2 separate regions of the Anas platyrhynchos genome follow, and region 2 is linked to region 1. The links are chromatin contacts, called in public Hi-C maps. All regions are on one chromosome and are shown on one strand. The core of a region is the stretch at or near the end of the contact, and the rest is flanking DNA. Distances in the headings are between cores, read along the strand shown.

Region 1 (2,700 bases), core at 100-2,599:
GCATTTGGTGATCAAAATATTTCCATATGCAAATTATTTTGTGATTTAAACAGTATGCTGAACTTTCAGGTGAACGGTCTAAAGAAAACATCTCAACAGTCCAAAAGAAAACATCAACAGTTGTTTTGCAGTATATCTTAAGTCTTGAATGACAATGCACAGAATTTTACAGCCAGATGTTTCTTTTCCAGCCTGGAATCCCCACATCACTCTGTGTCTATTTCAAACCCAGAATACTAAATATAGTATTCTGTTTTGAAGTAAAAGGTCAGCTACATTCCAAGTAGTAGTATGGGCCCTGCAAGTTGCAGTCCATCTTCAAAGAAAGTGGACCATAGGATTAGTTTTCACAATCCTAGGTTTTGTTTGTACAGTTCCTAAATATTGTTGCAGAGCCATGGTGGTAGAATTTTTCTTTCTTTGTGACTGTTAAAAGCAGAGTCATACACCTTGCACAGTCAGTTTGAATGCTGCTCCTCACTTGCGTTTTCCATTATTGAAAAGAGGCCCAACAGTTCCTCATTTTCAGAGGATGCATGCCTTGATTTTTGGATTCTTCCTCCTGCTTTGTCTCTGGTTTACTTTTCCAATACTTCATGTATGCTTGCTTCTGGATCTTGTCTTTTAATTTGCTTAAAGGACCAGAAGGGACCGTATGGTTTGTTGTAGCTGCTCATAACAGGAAAGGGAAAATGTTACAGTACCCCAGATTTGTTGCTCAGTTTTGGGTTTATTCCATGGTATGGAGCATATTGTGGGGAATGGGTCAAGTAACTCTTTACTAAAACAAAAACTATGACACACCGTGTTTAAAAACATATATTTTTCTCATTACAAATGTGGAATGCTTTCATTTTTTTTCAGTGAAGTACGTCCAAGTTCTAGGTAGTCCTAAATTTTTGTGGGGTATGACTTCAAAGTAATTTTTTTGTTGTATTTGATCATCAAAGTTGACTTATCAATTTAGACAAATGAAATGGAAAGCATTTATTTACATAGTGTAAATTTTCAAGTAATGTATTTTCTACTTGCTGTTACCTATAAATGTATTTCAGTGAATGTACATAACATAAAGAAAAATAAACTCATGCTTTAACTTGGAGTGTAAGGAAAAAAAATCATAAATAAACGATTATGTGGTACATGAGCACAGAGAAGAATTCTCAGAGTAATATACATTGTTAATGTAGATCATTTTCATGTGTATTAGCCCAAGATGAGAGCTTGCAAAAAGAAACTTAAAAAAAAAATTCTTGGAGGAAGTTCAGATGAAGACCAGCAGTGCTACCCAGAACATTGTCTGGATGCATTTCTAAGGACTACAGTAATGAATAATGCAACTCTGACAAGTGTTTCAGTATCACAGAAAGAACAGAACAATTTCTAGGGCTGAGTTGGAAAAGGAAAAATACCCTGGGAATAGGCAGCTGAAAGAAATGTGTATTTCTTCATGCAGTCTGCTGGAAACATGAACCATGTATATGCTGGGCTCATTTCCACAGTTCAAGAGTTTTGGGGAGCATGACCCTGATTGTTTTGATGTCCTGGGGACTTTGGGGAATAGATAGCTCACTCTCTGCTCTCTGTGCCTCCTGAAATGGTGAGGTCATTAATGGCTGCTGAGGTTGTTAGATATTTCAATACATTATTTCAATTTTGCATTTTAAAAAATGCATTGTGTCCAGCAATAATGGAAAAACTATGTCATGTCTATAACTCTACATAACCTCTGAAATATTTATGTTTTAATACCTTTTACAAGTTTAATAATTTAATTCTTTCATAATCCTGTAACAGTGAGACAGGCAAGGGCAGATTTATTGGATATATTAACATTAATTAATTACAGAACAGAGGTGGATGCTTTTAAATCCCTTAAAACATTGTGTATTAATTGAAGTTTTCCTTTTTATCTTTGTCTTCTCTGAGATCTTAACCATTAAGTTAGGACTTAGAAGTAAGGATGGAAGCGTTTTCATTCTGGCCTTTTAGCTGAAACCTCTGATTTTATTTCATTGCCTGTTTTATTCTGGACAATGGGAAAAAAACTGGGGTCACTCCTAAGTGTGTAAAGCTGTTCCTGTTCTAAGCAATACAGGAACTGGGAGAAATGTGCTGCTGCTTCCTATTCTTGATAAACCTTAATGCTGCTGACAGGGTACAGAGAAAAGGGGAATATGAAGCAGAATTGATGTTTGCCATTATGTGCAGTGTTCTTCCTATTTGTCTGTTTCTGTGCTTTAACTCGATACAAATTCCGATTAAAAATAATTCAAGAAGAGCTTTAAAAATTGACCAGGCACTGGAAACCTGCTCTTCCAAAATAGCACCTGAAGAGCTGTACTAGTACTGTACTAGTTTGGCCTCATTGCTCTCCGCAGAAGGTCAGCAGGGTATCTCCGGTGTCACCAGCTGGGTGTCTGCATGCCCCTGTGGCACCAGGATCAGAGGGCAGGAGGCGGCGTGCTGGGCATGAGCCCTGCGCTCGCAGTCCCACGTGGGCGTCACGCAGCTGGGTGCTGTGCAGGGCTGCTTCTCCCGCTGTGTTCGGGTGCCCTGGGAAGGTTCAGCTGGCTGGCACGTGGCAGCGAGCTGCTGGCTGCCTGTGCCAAGTACATGTACGTGGTGTGGTGGGGCTGGGGTCTCTATTGCTTAAATACGTGGTGGCACCCTGCAGATCTTTGTGTTTGGCTTGTCACG
Region 2 (2,700 bases), core at 174-2,673, 260 kb after region 1:
CAGCAAAGGGACAACCAACATCACCTGGGATGACAAGTGTGGAAAACAGAGAGTTTTGTGTTACCTGACTGGCTACTGAGACAAGACAACATAACTCACTTCTGTCCACAGTCACAGATCCTGTGTAACAGCGAGCATACCTTACACCTTGGTTCTCCATCTATAAAGATGAGAACACATTACTTCCAAGCTGTCTCTGATTCCTCTGTTTAGACAAGAAGATAAATTAGGAGACATTTATCTTTCAGTACATATTTTAGCCCCAAAAGGCGCCTCTGAGGCATTCTGGTATCACAGGATTACTAATACACGGCTTGGAAAAACAACACCTCCTTGTGGCCACTCTCGATATGCCACGGGTGCGAAGAGCGGTTGCCAAAACTATCGTTTTTCTTGAGAATAAATAGCAGGGAAACTGGGTGGAAGTTAAAATCCTCCTTCCCTTTCTTTTCTCTGCCCCTTCAAAATAATGAAGAAACAGTATATGACAGCCACCGTGATTTCCTTATGGTGTGTAAAATTATGGAAATACTTCACTTGGAGGATGATACATCGTCGCTGCTGACCCCAGGGTAATTGCAAGGCATGAACACGCAGGTACAAGACGGGAATTAATTTGTCCCCCTCCTTTTCGGTTCTCAGCCTCGGGGCTGAGTCTGACCTCCTGACTTTGTTGCTCCTGTAACTCCCGTTTGCTGTGCCTGTCCAATTCACGTCCCATTCTCACTGGTCCCTGTCATCAGCTCCTGACCAGCTTTCAAACGAGGACTTTCTATGTTCGGTCACATACTGTCATTACACCAATTTGTCTAGGAGTCTGTGAATGAACGGGTTTCGTGCACAGGCTGAATAGCATGCTATAGAGCTGTGTGCTTTAGAAAATCAGTCATACAGATCAAAGCATATGAAATCTGGATCAAGTGCTCCAGACACAGGGGAAAATCTCACTGATGTAATATTATTGTTCTTCATGTTTTTATTGTTATGGGCTACATATGCTGGCTCCACAAGACGTTTTGGGGGCAGCCTGAAGCTCAAAAATGCATAGGAATAAAGATCTTGGCATTCAAGCCTTTCTATGACTACATCCTAACCATTCCCTTATGACAGGAAAACGCATTCTTTTCTCCTGATTTAGACAGCACGTCCAGATTCACTAGCCCCACTGCTGTTCTGATTAGAAGCGCTTCTCTGTAGGCTGGTGAGTAGGCTAACACCTACAAACCGAGCTGGTTTCAGGCTCCACCGTACTCCTACTCTCACGGAGAGGTCAAAGCGTGGTTAACTGGTTAAACGTGGTTAAAAATCAGAGGCAGGTCCCCGGGGAGCTCCAGCACCGGGCCGGGAGCACGGCGCTCCCCGCCGGCCGCCAGCGCTGCCCTCGGCCGCCCCCTGTCGGGCTCCGGGACACCCGGCCCGGCCGCGGGGGAGCGGGGGGCGGCCCCTCAGCCCCCGGGCTCCAAGCTCAGCCCCCGGGCTCCAAGCTCAGCCCCCGGGGGCCGCGGCGAGCCCTGCGGCACGGGAGGGCGCCGGCAGAGGCGCCCTGGTGTCGGTCAGGAGCCCGCAGGGGGAATGCCTCTGGCCGCGGGGCAGTGCCAGCCGCCCGCCTCACAGCCCCTAAAATGGCGGGCGAGGGACCCGGACTGGTTTCTCGCTCCCTGTCCTAGATTGCTGTGCTATAAATAGCAGCCAGGTGTTAATTAGTTCCCATATGCACGCCTGGGTGCGAGAGCCGTGTGTTTTATCCACGTGCACTCGTAGAGGCAAACCTTTTCTATAGGAAGAGCAGTTCTTACACGGCCAAGGGGCCAGATGCTTCATTAAAAGACTGCTTTCTGCCTCAAGGGAAGCGTACTACGACCGTAGTAAACTCAGAAGGCTGTGCTTCTCTCACTGGAAGGAACCCGGAGCCCTCAGCACTCTTGCCATGACCTGGCAGAGAGCACCACCTCTGTGACAGGCCATGGGCCATGCCCGCCCCAGCCTGTGCTCCACGTGTTGCTCGGGGGCGGCTCGTGTACCCCAGCATCTCCACGGGCCACAGCAGTGGCTCAGGGTCATGGCCACGGCAGTGGCAGCGCTGCCTGCACGCACGTTGGCCTCGCAGTACAAGGACACCAAGACCATGGAGCATGCCAAGAGAAGGGCCACGAAGCCTAGAGCACAAGTCCTGTGAGGAGCGGCTGAGGGAACTGGGGGTGTTTGGTCTGGAGAAGAAGAGGCTCAGGGGAGACCTTATTGCTCTCTGCAACTGCCTGAAAGGAAGAGGTGGGGAGACTTACCTGAGGAGTCTCAGTAACCGGCTGAGGACAAACCTACACTAGCAGTTTAGTCTGAACCAGGTGTGAGCTTCTGAAGCGAATTTCCTGATGGTGCCCACCTGCTGCACTGCGGCTCTCATCACAGAACGGTGCTGGGGCACATGCACTGAATTGGTTTTGGGTGCAGTTACACCAAGAAATGCACTCCAGTAGCACACCAGCGGCACTCCACACACTAACCACTGTAGCGTGGACTTAACCAGGACCAGCTGTTCCTGTTGGGCTCAACTACTTATTCATGTAGGCGTAGCCAATCTCCTGAAAGCTCAGGGACATGGAAGTAGTGTACAGAGTATGATATGCTATGCCAGCAGTATATGGCATCACGGCCACATCTAAGAACTGAGATACGAAGGCACTGCATGGAGACAGCTGTATG

What was found. A called contact is a pair of places that touch in the nucleus more often than the background predicts.
Region 2: a Hi-C map of subcutaneous adipose tissue shows a contact between it and region 1, with 2.2 times the contacts expected there. The contact joins two enhancer-like sites. A contact is called at or near these places in 2 of 8 Hi-C or Micro-C datasets (F1 follicle and subcutaneous adipose tissue).

What each region holds. Positions count from the first base shown.
Region 1 is chr5:49,188,387-49,191,086 of IASCAAS_PekinDuck_T2T, forward strand. The region is part of intron 1 of PDHX (pyruvate dehydrogenase complex component X); the gene reads left to right. Among named protein-coding and RNA genes, the nearest start is that of APIP, 3.8 kb to the left of the region's middle. Within about 2 kb of position 1,350, at least 1 of the 8 cell types and tissues checked has an H3K27ac peak or open chromatin away from gene starts, as enhancers often do. A contact at or near this core is called in subcutaneous adipose tissue, where this site is marked.
Region 2 is chr5:49,447,163-49,449,862 of IASCAAS_PekinDuck_T2T, forward strand. All of the region lies in intron 1 of SLC1A2 (solute carrier family 1 member 2), which reads right to left. Among named protein-coding and RNA genes, the nearest start is that of SLC1A2, 12 kb to the right of the region's middle. Within about 2 kb of position 1,424, at least 3 of the 8 cell types and tissues checked have an H3K27ac peak or open chromatin away from gene starts, as enhancers often do. A contact at or near this core is called in subcutaneous adipose tissue, where this site is marked.